Regions from separate parts of the Sus scrofa genome. Here region 1 is linked to region 2. Evidence: chromatin contacts called from public Hi-C data. All regions are on one chromosome and are shown on one strand. The core of a region is the stretch at or near the end of the contact, and the rest is flanking DNA. Distances in the headings are between cores, read along the strand shown. Region 1 holds the start of NUDT2 (nudix hydrolase 2). Region 2 holds the start of RPP25L (ribonuclease P protein subunit p25-like protein).

Region 1 (6,896 bases), core at 3,758-6,257, 280 kb before region 2:
TAAAAAGTCACTGATGCTAAGTGAAGTCAGCCATAACGAGACACCAAATTCAAATGCTTTCACTGACATGTGGAATCCGAAAAAAGGACAGAATGAAATTCTTTGCAGAACAGATACTGACTCAAAGACTTTGAAAAACTTATGGTCTCCAAAGTTTGGGGGGTGGGGGGATATGCTGGGGTTTTGGGATGGAAATCCTATAATACTGGATTATGATGATCATTGTACAACCACAAATGTAATAAAAGTAAAATCACTAAAAAAAAGTCACTGAGCCTACTGTAGCATTAATAACGGATACAATATAAACCCAATCCTCAATAAACTTGCACCAAGATGTCCCTGTACCTCATGTTAGGCATAAGATCCCTAATTAAGAACACGAGAAATTCAGTATCAGTGGAAGGTTAAAAGGTAGATAATACTGTGTACACTTTTCCTCCAACAAGGGAATTAGGTTATTTTAAATTCTAGGGATTATTCTATCTATAGACCACTGGTCTTAAAAGACAGGTGATACCAAACAACTGCTTAAAACAACAGCTGCAAAGGAATGAGAATATATGATACCTAATAATTCTTAAGGCTCGATGTGAATTTTGGGATACCAATCATGTGAGTTATACCCAAAAGTAGTTTTTGAAAGCATGTTTCTTTTTGTTACTAAAAAAAAAGTTTCAAGTTTGTTTATGATTAAGTAGCTAATGCTTTGCAATTACTGCAATTTCTTTCAAATGCCCCATTATGACATTTATTAAATTCTAAGTTTGGTGCAAAGCATGGGAACAATCAACTAAAAATAAACATAAGAAAACTGTTGAACCCAATTAATCTTAAAACAGTACAAATATTACTCCAAATACAGAGGTTTAATTCTGAAAGAATTCCCAGGAACAGTCAGAAACCAATATTGGTTTTAAACACAGTGTTTCATTTTTAAAATGTTGGTCTAATCCAATTACAGAAGTTGTCGTTTTCAGATTTTCTATCATTTTGCAATTATAAAATACTTTTGACAAAATATACTTCATATGTTTAACTAGAAAAATAATTATAATCAGTTTTGGATTTCCCGTCGTGGCTCAGTGGAAATGAATCCAACTAGGACATGAGGTTGCAGATTCCATCCCTGGCCTCGCTCAGTGGGTTAAGGATCCAGGGTTGCCCTGAGCTTTGGTGTAGGTCACAGATGTGGCGTGGATCCCACGTTGCTGTGACTCTGGCATAGACCGCGGCTACAGCTCTGATTGGACCCCTAGCCAAGGAACCTCCATATGCTGCAGGTGTGGCCCTAGAAAGACAAAAACAAAACAAAACTGGTAAACATAACTAAATGTTCTAAGTTCTGGGAGCTGCTGTAGGAAATTAATCAAACCTGAGGAAGGGGACATGGGAACCTCCAATCTATAGCCAGATATGACAGAAATTGTGGGTACCTAGGGACCTACCACTGTGATTGACCTCTGAAATGGTATGGGAGTAGTCTTGTGGGACTAAGCCCTTAACCTCTGGGATCTGACACTATCTACAGGTAAACTGTTAGACTGAGTTAAATTGTAGGACACCCAGATGGTGTTGTAGAGAATTGCTGGGTGGGGTTTGGGTGGAAACCCACACATTTGGTTCTTCTCTACACAGAAAAAGAATACTGGTGGAAAACTGAATTTTTTCTATACAAATGGTACCTATTATGTTTAGTTTATGCCTATGGAAAAGCCTTCTTGTTTAATAGGATATGAACATCGAATTCCTTAAGACGACATCTTGGGAAGCATACAATGACCACAACACTCAAAGCAAAGAAGTAGGGCTCTGTTACTCAATTTAGCAAAATTTGTTGAGGACCTATTTTGAACAAATTATAAACAGGTTTGCTGAGCCAGCACAGATTAATCTAAAGGAATCTGAAGAGTTCAACCACTCACTTAACAAACAACAAAACTGCAACCCTGAGAAAGAAACTGTTTCTCCTAAACTGGAAGATGAGAGAATCATGCCCTAGTTTGCTCCAAGGAATACTATGAATAGCTAAAGATTTTCATTGACAACATAAACCAAAAGTTTTTAATGAAATGCTATGTGAGTAGTACATTAATGTACTATGCTCAGAAAAATGTACTATTTATGCAAAGTCTTTGCTATAGTGCTTTGCACAGGGTAAATCCTCAATAAATAGTAGCTAACTAATTACTTCCAGGTGTATGGTCTTTGGAGTGCTGAGAGCCTAATGTCTACCTGGCATCAACTGCTTGACTAAATTGATAGTAGACCCACAGGGCTTCTCATCTCATTCAATCCTTTGATTTTCCAGATGGAAAAAGTGAAATCTAAAAGTGCTAAATTACTTGCAAAGCCAGTCACATTGTGTGAGTTAGGCAGAGCCAAGCCCAAACCCTGAATCCCCAGGCGGGTTTCCATTACATGTCACAGATCTGCAGTTTAGCTCTGAGGTTGTGTTCAAACTTTTATAAGGAGGTAATAAGAACAGAGCTGCTATTGCTGACTTTTTTCAATCCTTTGATTAAAATCATCACTGAATATGATTTTGATGTAAGAATCAACAATGCATACTGGGAATTTATAGTCTTATGAGTTAACAATGAAATACAGTCATGGTAATGCACTTTTATCATGGACACCTGATGAATGGATAGGCTACTGGAGCACATATTATATGTACTAAAGTAGAGAGACTACAAGCAGAATACAAATACAAAAGAGAAAAGGATTTAAAACATTTTCCAGTAGAGAGGGAGAGTGCTACAGTGGTTAAGTTGCCATGCTCTTGTTCCACAGTCCCTTGGTTCAAATCCCACCACTTCTACTTCTGTGATTTGGGGAAAATTTATTAACTTCTCTGTGTTTCTATAAAATGAAACTGGGGAAAAAAAATTAAATTGGTAGTAGCACTTACCTTGAATCCCATATTAAGTGGATTTATATGCTCTCTAGCTTATGGGTTTTTTTAATTCCCTTAAAAGCAAACAAGGGTAATCCTGCACCTGCAGGTCATTGTTGATTTTTTTTGTCGATTCAGAGGACAAAAAAAAAAATCTTGTGAGATTCAAGTCCTTGACTCTAGCACAGTGCCTGGTACACAGTAAGCATTCAGTAAGTGTTGGGGTACAAAAATTTTTAAGTTTAAAACATTTTCCTGGAGTTCCTGTCGTGGCTCAGTGGTTAACGAATCCGACAAGGAACCATGAGGTTGCGGGTTTGAACCCTGGCCTTGCTCAGTGGGTTAAGGATCCAGCATTGTCATGAGCTGTGGTGTAGGTTGCAGACGCGGCTGGGATCCAGCGTTGCTGTGGCTCTGGCATAGGCCGGTGGCTGCAGCTCCGATTGGACCCCTGGTCTGGGAACCTCCATATGCCACAGGAGCAGCCCAAGAAATGGCAAAAAGATAAAATCAGATTGTTATGATCATTATACAACTACAAATGTGATAAATTCATTTGAGTAATAAAAATTTTCTTAAAAAAAGAAAGAAATGGCAAAAAGACAAAACAACAACATTTTCCTAAACACATTTAAAATATCACAAGAGCTGTGGGTCATTAAGAAACTGAGATCAACTCTCTTGGCATCACAGCAACAACAGAATGGTTTTGTTTTGGTTTTTTGGGGTTTTTTTGTCTTTTTGCCTTTTCTAGGGCTGCTCCCATGGCATATGGAGGTTCCCAGGCTAGGGGTCTAATCGGAGCTGTAGCCGCCGGCCACAGCCACAGCCACGCGGGATCCGAGCCTCGTCTGCAACCTACACCATAGCTCACGACAATGCCAGATCCTTAACCCACTGAGCAAGGCCAGGGATCGAACATGCAACCTTATGGTTCCTAGTCTGATTCGTTAACCACTGAGCCACGACGGGAACTCCAGAATGGTGGGGGTTTTTTTTGTTTTTTTGTTTTTTGTTTTTTGTTTTTTTTAATAAAGGCTAATAGAAAGTCTGATAAAATACACTGGGAGACCAAGACTAAAAACCACAAGACGGAAAGGAAGAATTGTAGCAAGTAATCCAAAAGTTTTCCCTTTCACAAAGAGTGGAAAGGCCAACCGTGAACTTTCAGGTTCTGCTGAATATGAGATTACGATGTCCTCCCCCATACCCATAAAAATAAAAAATAATCTCTGTATGGAAGGAAAAATGCGGCAGGGAATAGAGAGGAATTCAACCTATCTGAGGTGAATTAAATTTAACTCAACAAATATTTCTTGAAAAATCTACATATGTAAAGTTGCTTGCCTTGCCTCAAAGACCTCTGAATTAGATGGGACAAGAGAGGAAACGGGGGTTCGCGGAAGTACACAAATAACCTAAGGCGGAACAAAAATGCTCTAAGAGAGGTTCCAGTTAGGGTTAAGGGTTCAAAGCAAGAGACTCAGAAAAGGCTTCACAGGAGAAGCCAGGAAAAAGGCGAGTTCGCTGGACGTTCGGACACCCGAGAGAAGCCAATCCCCGGTTCCCTTGCAACCACCCGCCTCCTCACGCGCTCGGCGGGCGCCCTGCGGACCTTCTCCCGCGGGGCAGGCACCAAGGCTCCCGACCAGGCCACCCCGCCCCGGTGTTCCCTCGCCATTTCTCACCTCGGAGGCTTCCAAATTCCTCCTCGGTCAACCCTGTCTGAGGACAAGAGAAGACAACACCGAAAGGTGAGAGCCCCTAGGCGGGCGACCGACGCGCACTGTCAGCTCCGGAGCTAGAGACTGCGGCCAGGCCGCATCCCTATGGCAACGCCGCCAAGCGCTGGTTCGAACGCCCGCGCCGACGCCCGCGCGCCGGCAGTCCCGCACATTCCACCAATGGGCATCCAGGGTACTCGGGAACGTGAGCCGCCCTCTCCTCTAGAAGACCAATCAGGACCCGATGAAGCAGTGGGCGTATCCCTCAATTTCCGCTTTTCAACCAATGGTTCCGCGTAAGTGAAAATCTCGCGATGTTCTGAAAGAGAAAACTGGAGCCTTTGAGGCGGGTTCCCATCTTTTTGCCCCAGAGCTGTTGGTTGCCCAGAGCGCAGCCGAGCTCTCCGGATTGGTGGGTGCACCCCAGTCTCTGTCCAGGGCCCGCCTTCTGCCTTTTTCTGCTTCGGGTGAGTAGCCTTAGAGAGGGATCCTTGGCTTTAGTTCTCCGCGGAGAAACTGAGGCTCAGGGCAATGAGAACCTGCAGCTGAATAACTTCCTGTGGCTGCACGGTCAAAGATGGACGTGCTCTCCTCCAAGCTGACAGTGTGGCGTGTGCAGGCCAGGCCCCCGCAGTTCGCAGGATCTCAGTTTTCTTATATGCGCAGGGAGAAGGGAGAGATCAATGGCCCCGCGAGCCTTGCTTAGCCTCATGTAAATGGTGATCGAGTGGGTCTTCAGAATCCCGGAGTTCTGTGTTTAGGGCCCAGCGATCCGAGCGCCATACCTTCTCCTCCCTGGACCTCAGTTTTAACTTTGTTGTTACCCTTTAAACCCTGCCTACTTTCCAAAAGAGGTTTTATATTTTCTAATTACTTCATTTATTGAATCGATAATATTGTAATTATAGCAGAAGTAAAGTCACCCGAGAGTCCCACTACCTAAAACATAACTTACTGGAGTTTTTTTGTGGCTCAGCGGGTTAAGGATCCGCTTTGTTACTGCAGAGGCTTGGGTCACTGCTGTGGCGCGGGTTTCATCTCCAGCCCGGAATTTTCATATGCCAAAGGGCACAGCCAAAACAAAATAGAACAGAAAACTTCCTTTTTCCCTTGTGGCCTGTTTCGTACTCTGTGTATTTGTTATATTTCCTAAGGAAAAAAAATATATATGTTCGAATACCTACGTATACACATATAAATGGCAGATTAAAATAAAATGGTAAATTAAAATTAAAACTCAATGCAATGGAATAGCCAAATGCAGCTAGTATAGAGCAAGGTTGGGAACGATGTTGGGAGATAGGCAGATCTACCTTTTTTTTTTTTTTTTTTTTTTTTTTGCTTTTTAGGGCCGCAGCTTCGGCATATAGAGATTCCCAGGCTAGGGGCCCAATCGGAGCTGTAGCTGCCAGGCCTACACCACAAGCACTGCAATGCCAGATCTGAGCCGCATCTGCCACTTAAACCACAGCTTACGGCAACGCGGGATTCTTAACCCGCTGAGCAAGGCCAGGGATCAAACCTGAATCCTCATGGATGCTAGTCAAACTCGTTAACCGCTGAGCCACGACGGGAACTCCGCAGATCAACTTTTAAGTCACTATCCAGACGTACCTCTGGGCTATAGTTTCCTTTTAGCTCTCCGGAAAACTGACAGTAGCTCCATGTAGGGTTGTGGTGAAGACTAAGTGAAATAATGAAGGCAAAGCACTTGGCACAGTGCCTGACAAGTACTAATTCTTCAAAAAGTGGTAGCTATTATCTTCATAAGAGAAACAAGAAAATATACTAGCTGATGGGGCCATTAGATTTATTGTAAATGAGTACCCAATTTAGTTCAAAACTCGGCAGTTAAATACCTAATAATTAAGGAAACAACCCATTCTTCAAAAGAGTGAAATTTCTTCTTGGTACTTATATTAAAAGGAATTTATCTTATGGGACCTTATACATAAGGGATATACATGGTGTGATGAAGAGTGTGTTCACCTGCACTTTTTTTTTTTTTTTTTGGCCGCACCTGCAGCATATAGAAAGAATTTCCCCTGCCAGGGGTTGAATTGGAGCCTCAGCTGGGGCCCACGCCACAGCCATGGCAACACAAGATCCAAGCTACATCTTCGACCTATGTCGCAGTTTGCAGCAATGCCATATCCTTAACCCACTGATGGAGGCCAGGGATCAAACCCACATCCTTATGGATACCAGTCGGGTTTGTAACCTGCTGAGCCACAAAGGGAACTATAAGCACTGGCACTTTTGCAAAAAATATG
Region 2 (6,465 bases), core at 344-2,843:
TCAGCAGAGACCCCACACCTGTCACTCTTCATCACAGTCCCTTTCCACCAGCCAGAGGGAAGTTGAAGTAGGACAGGGAGGTCCACTTCTGTAACCTCAAGTCTAGATGGGGATGTTGAGCAGTTACAGGGCTTCTCAAAGAAGGCACAGCCATCCTAGACATTCAGGCCTGGAGAACAGCTTGCTTGGCAGGTCCTCAGAACCGGGTGTCTCGTGCCCTTCTTCGGGGTCGGGGGCCACAGCTGGAGCTGGGCATGGGGCCCAGGCCAGGGGGTGCCCCTGGGGGCTGATAGCCACACTCATTGGGGTCCAAGGGGTCCCGGCTGAGCAGTACCCACACCGCAGGCACATGACGGCGGACTGTGAGGGGATCTAGGCCAGTGTCAGGTGAGGTTGGCACCCAGCTGTCCTCTGTTTGCAGGAAGCGCAGCTTGGTGAGCTGGTGCAGGCCTGGTACCCGCCGTTTGACGATCTCGGCACAGCTGACAGCCTTGCCGGCAGCCCGGCCAGAACCTGAGAAGACCACATGCCGGGCGCTGCCACCCTCCAACCGCCCCAGCGCCAGTCCCAGCAGGTTGCGGATCTTGCTGCCATCTCGGACTCGCATCTCCAGGGTATCAGGAGGCAGCTGGGGCATTGGGGAAGGTGCTGGTAGTTCCACAGAGCCAGCTTTCCGGTAGTGCTCCATCTCGCTTGCTGCTGGGTCTCAATCTTGCTGCCCGCTGCAGGGAGGTGTCAGAGGAATGCTAGGCAAGGTGCCCCAGGCCATCCCCCACCCCACCCCCCATCCCTGGCTCCCTAGGACATGGCTGTGCTCCTCAACCCAGACTTCCCAGGAACAGGACCACATCCCCTCACCCCCAGAGCAGGGATGCCTGCCTCCCCCTGACAGGGGGCTGTATCCCCTTCCTCCGGACAGAGCCATAACCCTCCCCCGACCCCCGCAGTCCCAGAGACAGGACCAGATTCCCCACTGGCCGAGCCCCCTCATCCCAAGCTGCCCAGCACTGGTAACGAACTTCCTTCATCTGGGGCGCCTTGGGACAGGGCTGGGGCCCTCGGCCCAGGCTGCTTGAGAACAAGACTTTGTGCTCCTCTCCCTGGACTCTCCAAGGAGGGACGAGGACAAGGTTCCCTCACTTCGTGCTCCCGGAGGGCAGGGCCAAGCCTCTACACCCCAAGCTCCCCAAGGCAGACCCCTCTTCCAAAAGCTCCTCAAAGGCAGAAGTGACCCCCTCCCCAACTCCAGGACCTCCAGGACAGGGCCGAGCATCCCTCGCCCAAAGATCCCCTGGGTCGATTCCCCTAACCCAGGTCACTCAGTAAGTCGGGGATAGCGTGGAGGGCTGCTCGGGCTACTCCTGGCGGCCGGTCCGCGGCCGCCACCGCCCCGGGCTGCTCCCAGTGTCCAGGCGGGCGCAGCGGCCCAGCAGCCGGCCTCCCCTCTCCTGCCCCCGACTCCGGGCGCCCTCACCCCGCTGGGTTCTAGCTCTCACCACAGCAGCCACGCACTCTACCACTTCGCTCCTAGTCCAAAATGGCGCGGGACGGGGGCGCGCCGAGGCCGCGGGGCCGCGCACGCCGGACGGGGCGGGGCCTCAGGAGACAGGACCAGAGGCGACTCTGCCCACAAACTGAGAGCGGCCGCGACGGCAGCTTGTGGGTATGAGCCCAGCCGCGACGCGAGGGCCGGTGGCATGAGGGTATTAGGAGTCGTCTCCCGTCGGAAGGAAGTGAAGGATTTGACCTCTGTTGAACACAGTGCAGTAACAAAGGCAGAGCAGCGGGTTTCACTTCGGACGGGAGCAAGAGGGGGGCTGCTGCTGCGGGGACAAGAACTTTGGTCACAGAGTTCTGAGTCTAGACCTCATCTTGTGGACACTGGCGTATCACGGGGAGGTTTCATCAGGCGCAGGTCAAACCAGATCTTTTTGGCACAGCTCACTCTGGCCGCAGCGCAGAAGGGAGCGGGGACCGGCCGCATCCGCTGGTGACTCCCGGGGGCGTGTCCACATGGACCAGCGTATGATAGGGCTCAAATATTTGTTAAATTATTTGTTGAAAGAATGAACTAGAGAAATGGCAGAGTAATGGGGAGAAGTAGATTCATTTGGAAGATAACAGGAAGTAGGTTTGGCGACTGTTCCGACGGAGAAAGAGGGAAGAGTCTAGGATGACTCCCAGTATCAGACGAGCTCAATTCGAAATGCCAACGAGACCGCGCGGGTGGGGTGGAAGGCCGGCGGCGGATGAAAGGGGCCTGGAGGCACAGCAGTCCCTGAGACCACAAGGGGGCAGCAAACACTTGGTGGAGTGAAGTGCCACTGTTTCTCGGCTCCAACCTGCCCCTTCTCCTTTCCAACCACCCCCGCACCCAACTAAAATCCCCGTCTCCAAACCTCTTTTAGGCTCCCCTTCTCGGTATAGCACCAAGTAGGCTCCCCAGAAAAAAACTTAAAAGCTCCCCTCTGCCTTTGCACATGCTGCAACCTCGGCTCTCAAAGACCCTGTGTATCACCCTCCAGGGATGTCCCCCACTTTCCTTTTTCTTCTGTGCCACAAAGAACCCTGGTGCCACCTGGTCCCCTTCCCTTTTCCTTGACTGTCTCCCTAGCTAGGCTGTAAAGGGTAGGGATCAGGTGGACCCTATCTGTGTCCTTCCCACCTGGTTGGCATCTGACCTTTTTAATTTTTTTTTTTTTTTTTTTTTTTTTTCTTTTTAGGGCTACGCGTGGCATATGGAGATTCCCAGGCTAGGGGTCCAATCCAAGCTACAGCTTCTGGTCCACAGCCACAGCAACGCAAGATCTGAACCACATCTTCGACCTACACCACAGCTCTTGGCAGTGCCAGATCCTTAACCCACTGAGCGAGGCCAAGGATCAAACCTGCCACCTCCTGGTTACTAGTTGGATTCTCTCTCTCTCTTTTTCTTTTTCTTTTTTTTTTTTTTTTTTTTTTTTTTGGTCTTTTTAGGGCTGCACCTTTGGCATATGGAGGTTCCCAGGCTAGGGGTCTAATCAGAGCTGTAGCTGCTGGCCACAGCCACAGCCACAGCAATTCCAGATCCGAGCTGCATCGGCAAACTACACCACAGCTCATGGCAACACCAGATCCTTAACCCACTGAGCGAGGCCAGGGATCGAACCACAACCTCATGGTTCCTAGTCAGATTTGTTAACCACTGCACCACGACGGGAACTCCAAACAATGTCTCTCTCTTTTTATTTTTTTGGTCTTTTTGTCTTTTTAGGGTCTAGTCGGATTCACTTCTTAGGCGCCACAAGAGTAACTCTGGCATCTGACATTTAGCGTGTACTTGGTAAATGTGGGATAAATGGACACATAAACGAATGTCCACTCACATCAAGCAAATGAGAGCATTTGTCATGAGAGCTCTACATTTCCCAGAAAGCCAGACTAATGAGTATAGCTCTTGGTCCAAACTACTAGGAAGGCTGATGCCACTCTCTGGCCTCCACCACCCTTATCCCCACCACCACCCCCATCCTGGATCAGGAAGCTGGCACACTCCTTCAATGATCTCCACAGTTTATTGTCACTGGACTAGGACACTGATGAGGGGAGGGGCGCAAATAGCAAATCTCAAGTAGCAAGAGCCCCACCTAAGCCTGTCTAGGTAGGGTGTGAATCCAATAAATAGAGAGCTGCCTCTGCTCTGCCTGTTACAAGGGCAGGTTGTCCCAGGGCTTGAAGCCTGGTTGTCCTGATCCACCTGGGGTGGGCAGCAGCCATCATTCCTCGGCTGGCTTCACTTGCTTGGCAGCCTCTAGCTGGCAAAGTAGTTCATCCCACTGCACAAACTGCTTGGAGAGAAGCATTGTCTGATTGAAGGTCAAGGTGAGAACAGGAGTCTGAAAGAGGGAGTGGAGAGATTTTTGTACCTGTCGGAAGGGTGGAGGAGCAGGGGAGTAGAGAGGCTGGTTGGGATGGGATGGGAGAGCCAGAGCCAGAAATAGAAAAGGGGATAGGACTCTGGACAGCAGAAAGGATACAGTCTTGTTGTATTCCTCCAGGAGAGCCTTGGACTCCTCAGTGATCTCCACACACTGGTCCTGTGGGGCCAAGGAGTGGCAGAGAAAGGCATTGGATAAAGCCCACTTTCTATTTCCTGCCTCACCACTCCCCAGAGGGCCTAGAAAAGGTGATGTTTAACCCCAGAGCCACAAGGAGCAAATTTCTAAAGGGGCACTTGCAGGCTCTGGGATGGGTAATCTAACTGCAGTCCTAAGGCTGACAGAGAGGAATGGAATCATAGTTAAGGAAATATTCCTGCTAGTATTTATCTCCTCCTCCCCTGTCCCCTAGTTCTGAACCCCCTTTGAACTTTATACTAGGGCCTAAGAATAGTGAAAAAACAGCTCTTCCACTCATGGTCAAGGACACATCATCCCCAGGAATTCTTGGGTACCTCCCAACTTCAACCTCCTGGTGTCTCAGGATAGCCCTACTCTGTGAGGCAGGAGACCTGCATGTGGCCCTAGGCAAGTCCCTTCCCCTCTTGAAGGCAGATGGAAGACCAAGGATACACCCTAAGTTTCCCCTGAAGCTGACATTATGGGAGCCTAAGGCTGCATCCCCAGGAGGCTGGGGTGTGGACTCGGAGCCTCACTGCCTTTACTTTCCCTTCCAGTCCTCTCCCTCCCATACCTGCTGCTGGATGTGGATCTGGGCCAAGCGCTGCAGGCGGGCAGCATGCTCAGGAACGGCTGTAAAACACAACGCACACTGCCCAATGATGCTTGTGCCGTCCCCCGGGACTGCTCAATAGTCTATTAGGTCTTTGGCAGGATTAGAGTATTGAGTGGAGAAGCTAAACAAACGCCAGCTTCATCGACCACTGCAGCTGGAGGGGGGTTGGGGGGGCTCTCTCTGCCCACCCCAGTCTCACTCTAGTACCCAAAGGGGCAGGGAAGATACAGATCTCTAGAAGACCAATCCTTGGGGTTCCCAGAGTTGCCCCTTACACCCACCCCAATGCTGTGAGCAGGGCCAGGTAAAGAAAGCCCTGATTATCATGGGATCTGTTCCTTTGCTCTCAGGTCTGCCTGATCCAGGGAATAGGGAGCCTGAAAGTGGGCTGAGGATGAGTGCCAGGTCCCTAAGCTGGCCACCTAGAATCCAACACCCAGAGCCTCAGCCACCATGCTGGGCCTACAGCTTAAGGCTGTCAGATGCTCAGCAGGAAGCTGATCAGGGTAGGGAGGGGGAGATGGGAAAAATACCTCCAGAGACAGACAAGATGGATATCTGGATTCAATTAAAGCCACTGTCTGCTTGTCAAAACCAGGCCCAGGGACTGCACTCAGCAGTGCGGCAGGAAGAATTCACACACATTCACACACCTGGCAGGGACTCTTACAGCAAAATCTGGCCTCTGCAGCACCCTGCAGGACAGATGCTGAGGGGTGGAGTAGAAGATAGACAGAATCCCAGAGTTGGGGGCTGCTGGGCTTACAAAAGTATCCTTAGGACCAAATTGCCTGAGATTCTGAAACTGAGTTTTACGCCCTGACAATTTTAATCCTAATGCAGGGTAAGCATGAAGACTAGGAGCAGAGTGAAACTGAGCCCAGGGAAGTCTGCCCATCCACCCACATCCCCAAGTAGAGCAGTGGGGCTGCAGTCCCAGAGAGGTACCTTTGATGTGAGCACTGTCCAGCATGGGCACCAAGGCCTCCACCTGCTCCAGGAGCGCGACCTGGGAGAGGATAAACTGCTCCTCTGAGACACAAACAGACAAGACAGTGGCAGTGAGGCAAGCCTGAACATGGCCACTCCCATTCAAGAGGCCAAGGGCCAGGCAGGGGACACAGTGGGTCCTGGAGCTTGGGGGAGCCACTCTGCCTACTGACCCCTTCTCTACATGCACAGCCCCTCATCCTGCCTCCACCTCTCCTGGGTGCCTCTGGTCTGACCTATCTTGAGCCCAGGAGCCTCTAAGTTCCTTCAAATCCCACCTTTCTCCAAGTTTTGTAGTCTTTTTTTTTTTTTTTTTTTTAAGGGCTGTGCCAGAAACACATGAAGGTTCCCAGGCCAGGGGCTGAATTGGAGCTGTAGCTGCTGGCCTACAACACAGCCACAGCTACACCAGATCCGAGCTGTGTCTACAACCTACACCAAAGCTCACAGCAACGCCAGATCCTTAACCCATTGAGCGAGGCCAGGGATTGAACCTGTGTCTTTACGGATACTATGATTTGTTTCTGCTGAGCCACAATGGGAACTCCTCCAAGTTTTAATTTTAAGGCCTTGCCCTCTAGCCTCCTATCAACAAACTCAGAGAGCCCCTCCCAGGCCCCTGGAGACAAACTACTTCAGATTCAGGTCCCCACACCCAAGGGCTCCTGGGAAGGTCTGAAAGAGAGAATGCAGAAGACTACCAGGCAGGTTCTGCTCAGTGGATCTGAGAGACACAGACAATTACAGATTCCTGGAGAGCTG

What was found. A called contact is a pair of places that touch in the nucleus more often than the background predicts.
Region 1: a Hi-C map of alveolar macrophages shows a contact between it and region 2, with 2.7 times the contacts expected there. The contact joins the promoter of NUDT2 here to the promoter of RPP25L in region 2. A contact is called at or near these places in 2 of 5 promoter capture datasets (fetal liver and liver), 7 of 47 Hi-C or Micro-C datasets (alveolar macrophages, brain, embryonic fibroblasts and 3 more) and 2 of 2 datasets of contacts at active chromatin or transcription factors (alveolar macrophages and skeletal muscle).

The regions. Positions count from the first base shown.
Region 1 is chr10:32,464,946-32,471,841 of Sscrofa11.1, reverse strand. NUDT2 (nudix hydrolase 2) reads left to right here and starts at 5,007. Exons shown (of 4, transcript NM_214309.2): 1 at 5,007-5,090. All of the region lies in intron 2 of KIF24 (kinesin-like protein KIF24), which reads right to left.
Region 2 is chr10:32,184,310-32,190,774 of Sscrofa11.1, reverse strand. It overlaps RPP25L (ribonuclease P protein subunit p25-like protein), which reads right to left and starts at 1,593. Exons shown (of 2, transcript XM_003130658.4): 1 at 1,497-1,593; 2 at 1-722. The coding sequence starts at 688. The coding sequence ends at 197. ARID3C (AT-rich interactive domain-containing protein 3C) reads right to left here. Exons shown (of 12, transcript XM_021064675.1): 9 at 5,662-6,465; 10 at 4,672-4,730; 11 at 4,017-4,076; 12 at 3,536-3,845. DCTN3 (dynactin subunit 3) reads right to left here. Exons shown (of 6, transcript XR_002336315.1): 3 at 5,662-6,465; 4 at 4,672-4,730; 5 at 4,017-4,076; 6 at 3,536-3,845.